2 separate regions of the Callithrix jacchus genome follow, and region 1 is linked to region 2. A link is a contact called in public Hi-C data. All regions are on one chromosome and are shown on one strand. Each heading gives the region's core, a stretch centred on a gene start, on an enhancer-like site or on the middle of the called end of the contact. The rest is flanking DNA. Distances are from core to core; before and after follow the strand shown.

Region 1 (3,361 bases), core at 133-2,632, 51 kb before region 2:
CTTACGAAACCCTTTTATGAGCATTCCTCAGCCCTCTGCCTGGGCCTCTTCCCACAGCACGCAGGTATCACCTCATCAGACAAACAGCTCCAGGTGGGCGCACCCCAAGGCAGACTCTGAGCCGGGAACCCCAGGATGCCACTGTGAGCCTTCTGATTGCTGTGCAAGCAGCAGGCACAACTAGGGCTCCGCTCCCTGCCCCTGCCCCTGCCCAACCCAGGGCTGCATCCAAACTGCTCATTCATCCCAAAGCTCATTCCTGACAGAGTCACCAGAGCCTCTGCCACCCCGAGCCCTGCAGCCCCTTCCACTGACACCCCCAAAACTTTGTCCAGCTCTGCTCAGGGGGGTCTCCCATCCCTCATCCTGTCCCCACCCATGGGGGGGCTGCTTTCTTTCAAACACCACGAAGCTGTGGGCCCGAAGCAGGGTCCCTGTTAGAGAGGGGCTTTGACCAGAGGCAGACACGGTGCCCATCCATGGCCACACCCCTGCACACGCCCACACCTCTGGACACATCCCTGCCACACCCACAGCACACATGCCTCACACACCCACGGATGCTCCCAAGACCACAGACACGCAGCGCTCAGCCTTGCCACAGCCAACAGTGCCTCCTGCTCCCCGGCCTCACCAGCCTAGACCGGCGCCTGCCTGGACACTTCCTCACTGGGCATATTGGAAATCAGGACACACATGGCAGGCCCCATGCCAGGCGGCCTCTCGGTCCTGTGGACATGACTGGGGAGCTCCTGCCAGCCTCTCTGTGCTCTGGGTAGCTTGGCCTGGGTGTGTGCCCTGCCCCTCCTTCACCCTCCTAGGGAGCCAGGATAGGATCGGATGGCCCTTCCCATGGCCCAGAGTGGCCAAGGGACCGTCCCGTTCCCAAGTGGCACTGGCCGGAGCCCAAGGCCCGGTGTGCACCGCGGCAGAAGGCTCCCGGGTTGTGCAGGCCCTGCAGGCTCGGAGGTGTTCCTCTCTCTCCACCTCCAGCAAAGCCAGCCCCAAATTCCTCTTAATTTATTGATGCCACGGCTGCCAGGAGAGGCGCTGGGAGCCAGATTCACAGTGTGCCTGGGGCCAGTCGGAGTCGCCACAGTTCAAAGCTCCTTACAGATCCCCAAAATGCTGCAGTGACCAAGAGCCGCAAGCGACTGTCCATCCAGGCATGACTGAGGAGAGGCATGTGCTGACCCAGGAGATGGCCATCCGGCCAGACACAGCACGTACTACACGGCCAGACCTGCTGTCACTCCGGGACTCCCACACAGGAGACAGCAACACCCAACCACACTCCCAGGGGCTCGGACAGCAGAAGGCCAGAAGGAGAGGGGCCTGGATGAGGGCAGAGGGTCTCAGCCAGCAGCAGACCCCCCAGCCCTGCCTGTGTGGGGAGAGGGTCCCTGTGGGGCGAAGCTGTTGGCAGCATAAGCACTCACTGGGCTGTGCCCACATCTCTGCAGATGGGTCCCCTCCTTACCCATCCGGCTTCTCTCCCCCAGATACCCATTCCTGCTGCCCCCAGGCCTCAGGGGCCCATGAGAAGAGCCTTGTGTCCTCAAGGTTCATGGGCAGAGGGGATGCTGCCTAGCCCAGGGGCACAGAGAGGCACAAGTGTCCCTCGGTGGGGTGTGCCATCCCCATGACCCCCAACACAGACACCCCCTTTACCAGGGCCTCGCCCCCAGTGAGCTCCAGGGCTGAATGTTCCGGCCTGGCCTGGGTATCAGCCCCGCCCTCTCTTGTGCCACAGGCTCTGAGATTCTTCTGGTGTGTGTCCCCACCCGGCAGGTCCCATCTCACCAGGGTGGGACCTCCAATCCTCCCTCAGCCTTAGTGGCTATGCCTGAGCCCCTCATCCTCCTGCAGGAAGGCTTCCCTGAGCCACTCAGACTGAGGTCCACAGGGGATCGCTCTCCTGGACCTGAAGATGCATTTCCAGGTTTTGCACAGGTCCAGCTGGCTGCCCAGGGAGCCACAGATGGCCATTCTCCCCACCCAGACACCTCAGGATAAAAATAAAGGAACGCCTGTCGGCTTGGGACCCGAGAGCCACCACCTGCACAGGCATGTTCCTCGAGCTCTCCTCAGTGTCAGCTGTGCCGAGTGCACTCAGGCCGTGGGTGGAAACACAAACACCAGGTCTAAAAATACTGGTCCTGGAAGGAAGGGGACATGGCACCCCACCTGGCCCAGGAGGAGTCACCTTCCCACCCTCCCTGAGCATTAGGACAGGCAGAGTCGGCCGGCACCACAGGGCACAGTAGGGTGCTCCAGGTACCAGGAGAGTCCCCAGCACTGGCGCCCCACAGCACTGTCCCCCTGGGGAGGGTCTTCAGGGCCCACCCACATTCCCCACCCAGCCCCACCCCCCGCAGGACTGCAGGACCCGCCAGCCACAGCTCCTGGCTCCTTCAAGGGCTACAAGGAGGCTGTGGGACCTGCCGACCCTGCCTGGCACCTCTCACCCACACACACACCACTGCGTCTGCCGTGACAGCCCCCAAGGGCCATTCGCTCCACGTGGAAACTTCCCCACGTGGCCATGACCAGCTCCAGGCAGGGCATAGGAAGGGAGGGCAGTCGTGTCCCCCCAGCTGGGAAGCTCCCAGGACTGGCTGGGCTTTGAGACCCCGCTGGTATGTGGGCATGCATGTATGCAGGTGTGTGTGCCAAAGTGTGCTGTGTGCAGATTTATGAGCACACACACCACCTGTTCTGGGGCCCTCGCTGGCCCACAGGCTGGCTGTCAGGGGTTTTACCTTTTTGGCCTGTACCTTGCGTCCGAGTTTTCCGGATGGGGACAGTGTGGAGACAGAGAAGTCGTTGGGATCCTCACAGTCCCGAATCTTCGACTCCTTGATGAGGGAATCCAGTTTTCTCTTAGCAATGTTTTCCACACGCTTTCGATTGGTGGACGCCTGTGGACCCAGAGGCTGGCCTGTTGGCCTCTGCCCCAGCCCTGTGAGCAGTGGTGGTGACAACTCCCAGGGTCACAGCACTCCACCCACCCCAGGCTCATGGAAGTCATATGATTCACTTTGGACCTACAGGCAGCCACTGGCAGGACAGGAACCCAGGCCCACCTGATTCCACCAGCAGCATGAAGCTGCCCACGGGCGCCCAGCAGAACCTGTGTGGCCTCTGGCCCTGTGTCCTGGGAGGTCAGCATGCCAGCAGGCGGCACAGGTTCTGGAGTCTCACCACTGGCTGCCATGTACCTCAGAAGATGGCAGGGCCAGAGGCAGACTTCACGCCAGCCTCCAAGTGGGACTGGATGCCCTTCCCTGTCAGTGCAGCCCTTGGTGGCCCTGATGAACTTGGAACCCTTGAGGGCAGGGCCTGGGCCTTGGGGGTCAGA
Region 2 (3,592 bases), core at 980-3,479:
GTCAGACCTGGCTGTTGAGGCTTACGGCAATCCGTGTGCGGGGTGGGGATTATGTAACCTGAACTCCCTCGGCAGGAGTGAGGGCCTCAGAAACCAGGGCTGCCAGGCCCCATGCCACCTAGGAGGGTCTGCAAGGGGTCTCTGTGCCTACCAGCTCCTCTGGCCCCTCCTCCTCTGGGCAGGGCCCTAGCTGGTCACCCACAGAAGGGGCCCTGTCAACCTGTCCATACCCTCCCTGGTGCCCTCAGCTGTTCCCCACCCACAGCCAGCTCTGCAAGTGGCTGGACATTAGGCCTGACCCCAGCCTCACACTCTGGGATCTAAAGTAAAGGCCACCAGAACAAGCCCCCAGCCCCGAGCCCCGAGTCTTCCATGCGCCATCCAGCAGACGCTGAGTCTCCCTGCCTTGTCCAGACGATGCTTCGGGCTCAGCGCTCTCAGCCCTGGAGGCCAAGACCATCAGGTGGTCAGCCTCAGGGGAGGGGCCTATGGTGACCCTCAGCACAGCCAGGCACCCACTTGCCCAGTACCCCCCTGCCCCCCACATCCCTTCCAGACTCCAGACCCTCCCAAGGCGGTGCAGAGAATGTCGCCCTGGCTCAAGTGCAGAGGGAATGTGTCGGGGCGGCGGGGGTGGGGGGGGTTGATATAGAGCTGACTTCTCCCAGCATCAGCCCAGAGTCCTAGGGGAGACAGGCTGGCTTCTGTCCCCACCCACCAGGCAGGAGGTGGGACAGTGACCTCTGATTCTGACCTGCCCCTCCCAGGCATCCCGTGGTACCTGAATACCCCTGCGGCTGCACCTCGCTGAAGAAGCCTCTGGGATCAGAGACCCAGCCAGGCAGACACCATGGGCTCCCCAAGACAGGGCACTGGGCACCGTAGCCCCACCTCACTGGACCAAGGTGTCAGGGGAAGAATGGAACACTGATTGGGCACGTTCTCATGGAGGGAAGAGGCCGTGGAAGATGGGCAGTTTCACAGCCACAGTGGGGGTCAGTGGTCACCGTGGCTGCCTCCAGTGTCACCAGACAGAATGGGAGGCCGGGAGGGGAGGGAAAGCCTCCTCTCTCTTCAGAACCTTTCTCCAGCAGAGCCCACCTCCCCTAAGAGCACAGTTCTGCCGGCAGGCCCAGAGCCCAGGAGGCACCCCTCAGCTCTGGACACTCACGCACTGCCCCTCCTGGGCCCTGCAGACCGCCCGCTGCCCCAGGGCCTCCCGAGCTCGCCTGCCCAGGCAGTGCCTGCTGCACCCCCACCTGCTAGTTCGGAAGAGGCCGGTTCCCCCAAATGCACACGTGCAGCCCAGGCAGAGGTGCGTGGGGCACCCAGGCGGCAAGTCCACGCAGCACCTGCTGGACCCACACCGGGTGCCCCACGGCGCCATCGGCAAGGATGGGGTGTCCGGCCTGGGCTCAGCCGGGGTAACTCTCAGCGCAGTCCCGGCCCCAGGGCGACCTCTTCGGAGCCCTGGGGAGGAAAGTTTGCCGAGGGGCGGCCCCCAGATCCCTCACCCTGCGCCGGGGTGGGGGGGCCGCCCGAAGAGCTCAGGACCGCTCTGCCCGTCCCGCCCACAGTCCCGCGCCCGCACCGCTGCCCGCGCCACCGCGATCGCACCTCCCCTCCGGGTCTGAGCCCGGGCAGCTCGGCCTCCCGGGGCGGCAGGGCCCCGACCCGCACCAGGGCAGCGGCGCCCCCGCGCGTCCACCCGCGCAGCCCGGGCGGCGGCGGCACAGCGGGAGCGGCACCTACTGTGCTTCTGCGGGGCGGCTCCCGCGTCCATTGTCTCCGCGAAGGCGGCGGCGGCGGCGGCGGCGGCGGCGGCGAAGGCGGCGGGGGGTGCGGGGGCTGGGGGCGCCGTCAGCGGCCCGGCTCAGGCTGGGGCTCCCGCAGCATCGGCCGCCGGCTCAGGCGGCCCGCGCTGGGCGGTGCGCGGTGACACTGCGCCCGTGGAGGCGCCGCGCGAGAAGCGCGCTGTCACTCGTGCCCGCACCACACCCCCTGCCCGCCCCGCGCCGGGAGGGGGCCGGGGGCGCGGGCTCAGTGGTGGGCACTGGGCGAGGGGCGGGTTGGGCGCCAGCGGGCGGACGCTGCGCGCGGAGCAGGTGGGGCGCGGGGCGCACAGTGGGACTGGCCGGCCCGCCCTGCGCCCGCAGCAGCCAAAGTGCTTTCTCCGCTAAGACGCGCCCGCGGCCTTCCGCTGCCCGCACTCCCGCTCCGCCTCCCTCTGGCTCCCGGTGGCCCCAGTCAGAGGGACCGGGAAGGGGGCGGGGCCGAGAGCGCTTCCCATCTCCAGGCTGGGCGTTTGCCCAGGCGCTGGGAAAAGCCAAGACAGGGGCGTCTGCCACTTGACTCCCCGCCCCCCACCCACATCACCTCAGCGTTTGAGACCAGGGGCCTGAGCCACCCCTCCCCCAGCTAGGATGTCAGGTGCACTTGCAGGCCCCTGTTGAAGTGCCAGGAACTGCTGGGGAGGGAGGATGGCCCAGCCCCAAGAGGGTGGCAGGGCACCCTTGGCTCCCATCGGGCAGCCAACACACCCACCTTGGGAGAGGGAGCTTGGTGCCATGTCCTGTGTACCCCGGGAGAACCAGGATGGCCCCGTAAGTCCAGGGCAAGTGCATCCCCTGGGTGGGTCCCTAGCCCCACACCAGCCACCCCTTCCATGATTCCAGATGCTGGAGGCCCAAAGCAGCCACACAGACAGACCCTGACCCTGGGGACCCCCTTCTGACCAGGCATCTGTGCTTCGGGCTCTTCATCCCTTCCCCCTCTGCTGCAGGCAGCTATGAAGAAGGAGCAGAGGGAGACAGGGCAAAAGAGACTATCCAGAGAGGCCTCAGCTCCCCCAGGCCTGCCTGGGTCACAGAGCTGACGCAGAACTTCCCAAACAGCCCCGCCTGGCAGACTCTGGAACAAGAAGGGCTCCTGCACTCAGAGCACCCTGTTTACCCACAAGGCCAGCCCCGCCTCTGAGGGAAGCCCCAGCATTCACCCTAGGGCAGCCCTGTGCTCCCACACCATGCAGCTTCTGCGCTCAAGGGTCCCTGGATTTTGTTGTCTGGGTCTGACATGGGTGGTTCAAACCAAGAGGGGGTCCTCGCCAGAGCTGAGAAAGGGGCACAGCCCGCTGGGGCCAGTCAGCTCTGCCTGTCAGGAAGAGGAAAGGCTGAATCTGAGACAAGGCCTGAGATGGCCGCCAAGGTGGGAGCCAGGGAGGAGTCCAAGGACAGATTAGGGAGCACAGGACGGTGGGCTCAGGACCGGTGTTGCCAGAGTTTCGATTTTGCTCTCCAAAGCAGAGCCTGCCCGACACCCGGCCCTGGCCTGGTGACTGAAGAGGAGACAGAAAACACAGGTGCCCAGACTGGCTCCCCAGAGATCCACAAGGGGCCTGTCTCCCCTCCAGGCCTCAGCTCCCCAGGAATAGACCTGCCGGTATCTATGGTGCTTTCCTGACTGCTGCAGCCAAGAGGTTCTGCCTCCCCCCAGCAGTCTGCTCCTTGGATGTGCCCCAGAGCCTGGGGCATGGTCAGGATTCCTCCTGATGCAGAGATCACCAGGGAGAAACTGTGTCCAGCTGCCCGCAGGG

What was found. Hi-C and Micro-C count contacts between places; a contact is called where the count stands out from the background.
Region 1: a Hi-C map of skeletal muscle shows a contact between it and region 2, with 2.4 times the contacts expected there. The contact joins the enhancer-like site here to the promoter of PLCH2 in region 2. A contact is called at or near these places in 2 of 3 Hi-C or Micro-C datasets (both in skeletal muscle).

The regions. Positions count from the first base shown.
Region 1 is chr7:40,529,757-40,533,117 of calJac240_pri, reverse strand. PLCH2 (phospholipase C eta 2) reads right to left here. Exons shown (of 22, transcript XM_078330085.1): 11 at 2,763-2,921. Among named protein-coding and RNA genes, the nearest start is that of PANK4, 34 kb to the left of the region's middle. Within about 2 kb of position 1,382, at least 3 of the 16 cell types and tissues checked have an H3K27ac peak or open chromatin away from gene starts, as enhancers often do. A contact at or near this core is called in skeletal muscle, where this site is marked.
Region 2 is chr7:40,479,228-40,482,819 of calJac240_pri, reverse strand. PLCH2 (phospholipase C eta 2) reads right to left here and starts at 2,229. Exons shown (of 22, transcript XM_078330085.1): 1 at 1,753-2,229.